Linked DNA regions of Sus scrofa: regions 2 and 3 are each linked to region 1. Evidence: chromatin contacts called from public Hi-C and targeted proximity ligation data. All regions are on one chromosome and are shown on one strand. The core of a region is the stretch at or near the end of the contact, and the rest is flanking DNA. Distances in the headings are between cores, read along the strand shown.

Region 1 (3,144 bases), core at 337-2,836:
ACATCGGGGAGAAGAGACGGGAGCTGGGCTGCAGGGCAGACACAAAGGGGCCTCAGCCGTGCGCCCTCCCGCCGCTCTAGAGCTGGACGGGCCTTCAGTGTTGCTGGGGGGGGGGCAGCGAGCCCACAGGACGTTTCAGCAGGGGAAGCGCCCAAGAGGCCTGACAGCAGCAGATGGGAAGCTGGCAGCACACCCGGCAGTCGGGGGACTAAGTCCTTCAGTCCTGAAGGGTCTTCTGGGCAGCCAGGCAGCCAGCCACACACACCCACACACACACGACCAGCACAATCACGATCCAGGGCAACGAGAGGTATACTCACGGAGCGCCACGCCTGGCAGCTCAATTACACAAAAACAAGCATGCCACGTGCTGGAAACAAGGTATTTTACCACTGGCCCCGTGAGTAAAACACGCAGAGGGCGGCCTGGAGGGGAACGTGGCGCACCTACCTACAGACCTCCTTCCTACGAGCTGCACCTGTCCGTGAGCTGGTTCTTTTGCATGCCTTCAGCAAGGTCAGCCTGCCACTGCCACCAAGTCAATCCATGGCCTGAGCGCCAAATCCAACCTGCAGCCCGTTTTCCTCAGGCTGTCTGGGAACACAGGCGTGCCCAGTGCTAGAGGAGGGGCCGCAGGAAACGGCCTGCAGAGCTGAAAGTCTTTAGAGTCTGGCCCTCTACTGGAAAAGTCTGCTGAACCTCACACCGGGGTAACTGCATTCCCCTTCTTCTCTCCAACCCGTTAGGGTATTAAGGTTAGCTGAGCTTGGAGCCAAGCTCCCATGTGCTATCACAGAAGAAAAGGAAATTGGTACAAAAGGAAATCACCCCAAGAGGGCAAATGACAGGCTCCCTAGTAGCTGAACAAAGCAATCAAGGAAGCCTGCCGCTGGCCGAATTTAGTCTGAGAGCACATTCTAGACAAGGGCCCCCAAGTGGGTGCTTGGCAGCAGATAAACATTTGGCAGAGTGGAATCCAGCCCCAACACTCAGCAAGCTTTCCGCTGCTTCAAAGGCCTTTGGGAGGAAAAGAGAGGGAAAGCTATGCAGTTCACCCAATTAGCTGGGGGAATGATTCCTTTTCATTTCTCCTTTGCACTAATTAAGACCAGTGCATTCCAAGCAACCAGTAATTTTGTCTGAGATGGGCCCAAATCAGTAACAGGTGGTTTATGTTAGATGGCATTAATGGAGCGGAAGAGAATTTTTAAAAGAAAAAAAAAAAAGTATGTTAGCAGGAAAGTAGGAGCTCTAAGCCAAAATATTTTAAAAGCCAGGTTTCATCTACAGAAACAACTCTGGAAAACCAGATGTGCAGGTCCTTCCCGGTACTGGGAACCCTGGGGTGTGGACTGCCCCTGGACTATCAATATTTGCTCACATCACTCTGAGAAAATCAGTCTAACTGATACTAGAATGGAAAATATTTCTCAGTGTCTGTTCACTTTCCAAACTGATGTTTTCAGTGGTAGCACAGAGACTCCCTTCCTTTGTGCCAGATGGCACTCATCCGAGTGCACGCCAGGGAGCACACCGGCGAGGCCAGAATGCAGTGCAGCGGGCTGATCCCCAGCGGGAGTCATGCCAGCGACACATTAAGGAGAGTGCCTCTGTCCTTCCTGTGGAGACGGCTGTCCTGACCCCTCAGGCCACCCAGCGTGGGTTTGCATCCCCAGGCACACACGCAGATCTCAAAACCGCCACGTGTGGGCCCACAGGCCGAAACTAATGAATCACAAGATCCCTTGTTCAGACCCAGAAAATATACGTCTCCCCCCAGGCCTGGGCCACCAAACCTGGACATACAGGAAAGCAGGTTTTAAAAACAGTCATACCTGATTCGTAAGTAAACAAAACACCCTGTTGGGGCATCCGGGAGATGGCCGATGAATATCTGAGATAAAAACTAAGACAAAAGTTTAAAAATAATACCCATGTCCTCACTCGGCTTCTCCAAAGCAGAGACGATCAGCCCAAAGCTCCAGCGTACCCTCTCCTCTGAGGACCCCAACACTGAGCAGTTTTGGGCATCCACCTGCACCCCTTAAATGCCAGTCTCCAACACACTCAGCTGCTTAAAACCCCTAGACGCCAATAAAGAGCAAATAAAATGCCTAGCGTGTTTCAAAAAAGAAACAGACTACTGTGTTCATAATAAAATTTAGGAGGAAAAAAGGGGAGCTAATTGGGTCTATTGGGTCTACACAGTCACTCTCACTCTTCTAGTTAAATACATCAAAATATCACAAGCACACTCCCATTATAACAAGCAATGTTACAAAGCGTGCGAGAGAACTCGCCTAGTTTCTGCATTCGGGCAGGCAGCCTGTGGAAAGCCAAGCTAGCATTTCATCGACAGCTGGCTCCACACGTGAACACATTAAAAACAACGCTGAATAAGCGAGCACGAGCCCCTTCCTCCCATGTTGCATCCTTTGGGTTTAAGGGTGCATGTTTAGGTTTAAGGACTTGCCTTGTCCTCAGAAAGAAATAAGAACACTCAGTTAACTAGGTCATTTCCAACTGTCTCTCTTAGTTTCAATGCCCTTTATCCCACCTTAAATAGAACACCTAAAGAAAACCACCCCGACTCCCCAAAGCGCCACAGAAGCATGACAGGAAAGAAACCCAAGGGGAGGGAAGGGTGGGAGATGGCTCAGGGCTGAAGGCTGCCTCCTTCCCCTCCTGTTGGATTCAAGCCCCTCTCCTGGGCTGTCAGGTCAGGACAGAGACAGGCATCTGCTCGGCCTCCAGCAAGGACAGCCTCTAGGAATACACATTTTAACAAGACGGCAGCACACCCAGTGGGGCTCATGGTGTGGACTTCATTACAAGGCCATTTTTTTGTTTGTTTCATCTTCTGTCCTCTGATGAGCACACGGAGACATTCCGGTGGCGTTTCCAGGTGTAATAAACCCCTGCACTGGCTCTTCTGACCTGTGCGTGTCTCACTGACTCATTCTACAGAGTCTGTTCTTCTGGGTGGAAATTCAACCAGAAGCTCTTCTCTCCTCACCCTCCTTTTCTGGAGCAAAGAGTGAACCTGCCCATCACTGGGGGCACCGTCTGTCCTTCCCCCACATGGAGCAGGACACAGGAAACAGATACTGAGGACAATCAAGGCCAAGGGCTTGCACCTTCTCT
Region 2 (3,144 bases), core at 311-2,810, 98 kb after region 1:
TGCCGTGAGCTGCGGCGTAGGTTGCAGACGCGGCTCGGATCTGACGTTGTTGTGGCTGTGGTGCAGGCCGGCGGCTGCAGCTCCAATTCGACCCCTAGCCTGGGAACCTCCATGTGCTGTGGGTGCAGCCCTAAAAAAAATAGAAATAAAAATTGTAAAGCAATTTTTTTGTTGAAGTAGAGTTGATTTACAATGTTGTGTTAGTTTCAGGCGTACAGCAAAGTGATTCGGTTTTATACATACTTTTTCTTTTCCAGATTCTCTTCCACTCTAGGTTATTACAGGACATTGAATTATGTTCCCTTGTGAGACAATAGGTCCCAAAGGCTTCTTTCCATCACGAGGACAAGCCGGCGCCCTCTCCCACCTCAGGGCGCTGCACATGAAGCTCCATTTGTCAGGACGGCCCCTCACCGCCTCCCGCCCACCCCCACCCACAGGGGGCTCCTGCAGCCTCTCAAGTCTCAGCTTAAATGCCCCCTCCCGAAGAGGCCCCTAGACCACCCTTTCACAAGTGGTCCCTCCCCCGGCTTGAGCTCTGCCTCCCTCGCCTGTGTGCGTCTCTCACGGCCTTTAGTCTCACTGCATTTGTCAGCTCCCTCGTGTGTTGTGAGTCAGCTCCTTTAGAGAGCAGCATGGGTGACTCTGTCCTGCTCACCCTGCTGGACTCTGCCCCAGGTAAACAGTTTTTGAATATGTGAGCCCTGGTCAGCCTAGAATCCTCCCCCACCACCCATATCTGCTTGCCTAGACCCTGAATCCCCTGACCCCGGAGAGCAGAAGTGCAGTGTGCTCCCATCAAGGCTACTGCTAATGCCGCCGATCCAACTCTAAGCATCCCTGTCCACTGGGACCCCAGCCTACCCGCTGGTTTGGCCTCCTTGGTACACTCGTCCGTACAGGCCAAGATCTGCCAAACTCCCTGGAACTCTGCGCTTTGGACACCCCAGCCAGCTTAGGGGGCCAGTCCCAAAATCCACAGAAGTGTCCCTGGTTCCCACACTGGTTTCCTTTGCTCATCAAGGCCCCAGCATGTCCATGACCAGCCCTGCCTGTGCAAGGATGATGACTTAGAAGCCAGCCTCCACAGACAGAGGATTAGAGCTCACAAACACTGATGCTAGAAGAGATTCTGCACAACAAGGACTTATGCGGATAGGCTGTAGGCTGGAGAGGCCTAGCTTGAATGCTCAGCTCCAGATACGCTGGCTGTGGGAGCTGACACAGTTTCTTTCAGCTCCGACCTACGGTTTCCTCATCTGTAAAGTGAGGGTAGCAGTACCTACCACAGGATTTATCACTGAAGGTAAAAGAGATGGTGAGCAGAGAGTCCCTTGTACATAGCAAGCATGCAGCAAATGATAACTATTACTACGCAAGTGGATTCACAGCTGAAATGTAGAGCAGGCAAGCAGCTTGCCTGAGGTGACCTTTGATCCCATAGCCATGGCGGTGGACTGTAACAACAGCTGGGATTCCCCACACCAACCTGTGCCCAGCTCCCCTTCGCAGTGCCGCTCTGCACCTCCTCCCATCCAGAGGTCAGAGTCTCTTTCTCCACCCTTGAATGCAGCCTGGTGATTTGCTGTGACTAATCGAATGCAGTGGAAGGGGGTGCCATGCAGTTCTGAGCCCAGGCCGATCTCCGCTCAGAGTTCTGCAGCCTGGGCCATCTTCCCAAAGGATGAGGAACATGGCCCGGCCACCCTGTCACCCCGTCAGACAGCCATCAGACATCTGGTCCTCTTAGACAAGCCAGCCCCACTGATCCTGCCAACTGATGGCAGATGTTTGCATGAGCCCAGCCCAGATCTTGCTAAGCCCACCCCGGACCAAGGGGATCCCCTAGGGGGCCCATGGACCTGTGGGCAATGGTAAGCAGCTATTGGTTTTAATCCATTAGTTTGAAGATGATTTGTTATGCAACATAAGTTAATTGACAGAGCCATTTAAATATGACAGAAGTCCTCGGTTTCGTCAGACTGTAAATCAGAGGGTCAAAAATGGTTAGTAGCTGCATTCACTGGACCTTCTTAGTCTCTGTCCAATGAGTGGTACCATTGGAGCCTCGGGCGTCAGATACTGAACAATAATGCTTGCGGGTCTCCCATGAACGCTTTTAGACTTACAATAATGTGCAATGTAGATGCTATTTTTATTCTTTTCTTACAAATATGAAAACTGTAACCCAGAAAGGCTAAGTCTTGTATCTAAAAGGAAGTGGAAAGGTGGGATTTGAACCCAGAAAGGCTGGCTTCCCAGTCAAGCTCTCAACAGCCCCCTTACTGCTCGAAGCCTCCTCTTCTGAAGCGTATCATAACAGCCTTCGACCTTCTAAAAGGATGGCCTGTCGCAGGAGGAATGCTCGTGGTCAACTGACACACAGCCACCAGTCCAACAAAAAATCAAATGAAACTAAACACACACACAGCCGTTTCCCTTCCTTCATGGTAGGAACAGCCCAGGAGTTTGACACTGAAACACGAGAGGTTAAGTCCTCTGCCCGTGCTCACCACCCTTTTGCTTCACTAGGTCCTGGTTGTCTTTTAAGGTGCTAGGTGAAAATTCTATCAGGTTGGACCATGCTTTTTGGAAATACTGGAACCCTTCTGAGTCATCCCCATTTCAAGATAGAGTCCCCGATAGCATTCTGTACTTTGAGAAACATTTCTGTCATGGATGGACTCTATACGAAATGAAAGAGATGCAGTGTGAGACCAGGCACAGCCCCCAGACCCCTGCCCAAGAAAGGCTCATTTCACAGTGAACTGGCCAAAGATCGCATGCCTTCCAACATTTCCCAGGGAATTCTAAACACTGATAAGATGATGGTTAGAGTGAAACATTTATTGGAGACACTGCAAGCAAAAAATAAATTTTGGAAAATGTTTTTGCAGGTTATTGGTTCACGGTAATAAAAATTTTTGAAAATAGGTGTAACATAAACATGTCTTGCACCTATTAAAGCTCCCGAAGGAGATATTATCTAAAATCCAAATGAACACCTAAAAATATTGTCCACATGAATTCAAATGCGACCAGAGATCTAACTTTATATTTGACACATTTTAAAAAATTTTTTAGGTTTCATTGAATTATAGTTGAGTTACAAAGTTGTGATAATTTCTGCTGTGATTCAGTTAT
Region 3 (3,144 bases), core at 224-2,723, 65 kb after region 1:
TGTGGTTCAGGAGGTTAAGGATCCAATGCTGCAACTGTAGCAGCGCATGTCTAATCCCTGGCCAGGGAACTTTCACAGGCCGAGGACATGGCAAAACAAAAAACAATGCAAAAGAACAAAAAACATGACTTCCAGCCAAAAGATGGAAAATGTGATTTCACAAAATATTCTCTCCCTCTCTCTCTATGCCACCTCCTCTGCCCCTTCCCCAAAAAATTCAGTATAAAGATTGCTTTTCTGAATCTTCCCTGAAAGAAGCAGCACCAACGGATTGTCACTGGCCCTTTACACCAGTTCCCAAATGGTCAGCTGCTACTGCAAGGCAGTGCAGCAAAGAGGACAATGGGTTGGGGGCTGAGACAGACCAGGGGTCAAGGTGTGACCTTGGCCAGGATCCTTAAATTTGAGTCTGACCTCTCTCATCTATGGATGGAGATGTGGCACCTCGTTCATAAATACAAGGAAGAATTAAGGGAGCAATTTATGTGTCTGACACTAGTCTTTACTGGGTCCTCTTTCCATCCCTCCCCCTTGCCTTACCAACAACCACACCAAGCTGATTTTACGTTCATCTGGCTACAAAGTGGTCATTCCCTGGAACCCCCTTGTCGCTGAGGTTAGCAGATAACTCAGAACACTCCAACCTGGCCTCCTCCTATTTCAAGCACAGCAAATCCTACCCTATCCCCTGAAACAAAGAAGGAAAACAAATCAGCTTCCGAGTACTGCCACCTGCCCAGCATCCAAAAGCCAGGGTAAATCCGCCGCCTGCCGGACTCCGGCTGTTACTATCATTATTGTTTAGTAATACCAATACCTAACGGGGCGTGGGGGTGACTGTCTTTCAAGTATGTCTGTGGCACCCCCTGGACACCCCGAAAGCGCTTCCGATGCAGATTTCTAGCTAAAAACCCCAAAATTGATAAAGCGGCTTTTCCAACAGGAGAAAGGCAAGAGTTGTAAAGTTTCTGGAGGAGCATTTTTCCGCGTTACCCGGAATTGCACTGCAGAGGCGATGTCGCCCGCGGTTGGGGTTGGGAACGACCGAGGGTCACGATGCAGAGGGGGTGGGGGAGCTCTAAAGGTCAGCAGCGGACCGCCGCGGGTCTGGGGGTGCAGGCTTCCCCGCTGACCGCATGGGGCCGGACCTGGCGCCCCAGCACAGCGAGGAGGGGGCCCCCCAAGTACTGGGGGCTCAGGGTGGAGGGCGCCGCCTCACTCACCTTCCGTGCTTCTCTTTGCCTCCCGGTAGCGCTCCCACAGGTAGAGCTTCATGTCCGGGGCGGTCCCAGGTGCTGTGCATAAGGGCCGAGCGAGGCTCGCTCGCGACCGCCGCCGGGCCGCGGTCCCGCAGCCGCCCCGCAGGGCAGCAGCCGCCCTTGCACCCGCTCCACGGGCCACCGCCGCCGCTGCCGAGGCCATGCCTGCCGCCGCCCGGCTGCGAGTGGCGCCCCAGCGCCGGTGCTCTGCCGCGCGCTCTGCCCAGTGGGCGGGCGAGTCCCTACGTCCGAGCACGTGGCGGCGCGGCCCGCCCCTCGGGCCGCCGCGGGGGGCGGGGTCTTGACGGGGCGGGGGGTGGGCGGGGCAGAAAAGTCCCGGGCTGTGGGAACCGCTGGGCCCTGCGCCCGAGCCTGCTGCTGCAGTCGCTTCTTCACCATTTGGCGCGATCGCCCCGTCAGCCTAGGTCACATGGAATGGAACGACTCTGCTGGCCCTGAACCGCGAGATGACCTCGGCGCCGCCCGCCGAGCCTCGCAGCACTTCCTCCTGCGACCTGTGACCGTCTCCCAACCCAGGCTGTACTGACCATGTGCCTCTGGCCCCAGCCCCAGGAGGTGCCCTCTCCACATTAATGGCTTCAGCAGTCTGGACCTCCCCTGGATCGCGGGTGCGGGTCTGGGACGTGCCCCAACGGCTAGCTTGAATCCTGAGTGGGCAGCTGGGCAGAGGGCCCGCACGTGGGCTGATGTGCCTGAAGGGCACCCCCGCTGCACAGCCTGGAAGGCCACTGTCCCTTCGGAGATTTCTGACTCCGGAGGAAGGCCCCTGGGACACCACTCCCCTGCTCACCAGCGTGGTGCACCTGTCTCTCTCAGACCTGGGAGGCTGCACCCACTCTGTGCACTGTGGTTCCACCAAAGCCAAATAAGCAGTAAACGCCAACAAGCGACATTGCTGTATATGGACTGGTCAAACTAGCTTCTGCAGCAAAATCTGATACAGCCCACCCAGAACCCGACTGATAATCTCTGAACTTCGAGGGCTTTGCCAGGCTACCCGGCAACTGTGCGGGGAGCTGGTGAAATGTAATGAGTAACCATCAGGGCTAACTCTCTGCCTGGGAGACAAATAACCCAAAGCATCAAGTTGTGGGCTGGAGGGGGTTGGGAGATGTCTTCCTGGAAAAAGATGGCCTCAGGGTTAGACCTTTGATGGACAGTAAACTACTCTGTGTTTGCAATGTGAGTTTTCTCATGCAGTCCTCTCAGTAATCCTAACAAGTATGCAACCTAATACTCCATTTTTAAAGTGATGAAATTGAGGCTAAGACAGGTGAATAGCATTCTTAAAGTCACTTATCTAAGGAGTTCCTGTTGTTGCTCAGTGGTTAACGAATCTGACTAGGAACCATGAGGTTGCAGGTTTGATCCTGGCCTTGCTCAGTGGGTTAAGGATCCAGCGTTGCTGTGGCTCAGGCATAGGCCACGGCTCCGATTAGACCCCTAGCCTGGGAATTTCCACATGCCTCTGGAGAGGCCTTAGAAAAGGCAAAAAGACAAAAAAAAAAAAAAAAGTCACCTAGCTGAGTCCATTCTTCACCTGGATTTAATGTAGTAGGTACAATTTAGTTGGGTGATAAGGAAGGAGGAAGCCAATAAATAATCCTTAACAGTTAATAGGTAATATCTTACAAATCACTGATAAAAATGAGAGCCCATTAAAGTGTTTAAAACAGATAAGATATCAAATCCGTGAACTCTAGTACTTTAAACCTACTTTATGGTTTTAGTTTATTCCAGTTGATATCTTTTCTTCCTCATGTTACTTTAAAAAGTTGTGACAGGAACTAAATTTTGTTTACATGAAACATTAATTCATAAATTCATAGATGACAGTAATGTAAAAGTCTCACAATTAGAACTT

Evidence for each region. A called contact is a pair of places that touch in the nucleus more often than the background predicts.
Region 2: a Hi-C map of liver shows a contact between it and region 1, with 14 times the contacts expected there. A contact is called at or near these places in 2 of 5 promoter capture datasets (fetal liver and liver), 6 of 47 Hi-C or Micro-C datasets (embryonic fibroblasts, liver and skeletal muscle) and 1 of 2 datasets of targeted methods (skeletal muscle).
Region 3: a targeted proximity ligation map of skeletal muscle shows a contact between it and region 1. A contact is called at or near these places in 2 of 5 promoter capture datasets (fetal liver and fetal skeletal muscle), 13 of 47 Hi-C or Micro-C datasets (alveolar macrophages, embryonic fibroblasts, fetal skeletal muscle and 5 more) and 1 of 2 datasets of targeted methods (skeletal muscle).

What each region holds. Positions count from the first base shown.
Region 1 is chr5:80,689,028-80,692,171 of Sscrofa11.1, reverse strand. It overlaps NT5DC3 (5'-nucleotidase domain-containing protein 3), which reads right to left. Exons shown (of 15, transcript XM_005664189.3): 15 at 1-3,144. Among named protein-coding and RNA genes, the nearest start is that of NT5DC3, 65 kb to the right of the region's middle.
Region 2 is chr5:80,590,922-80,594,065 of Sscrofa11.1, reverse strand. No RefSeq gene overlaps it. Among named protein-coding and RNA genes, the nearest start is that of NT5DC3, 33 kb to the left of the region's middle.
Region 3 is chr5:80,623,998-80,627,141 of Sscrofa11.1, reverse strand. NT5DC3 (5'-nucleotidase domain-containing protein 3) reads right to left here and starts at 1,473. Exons shown (of 15, transcript XM_005664189.3): 1 at 1,224-1,473. The coding sequence starts at 1,422.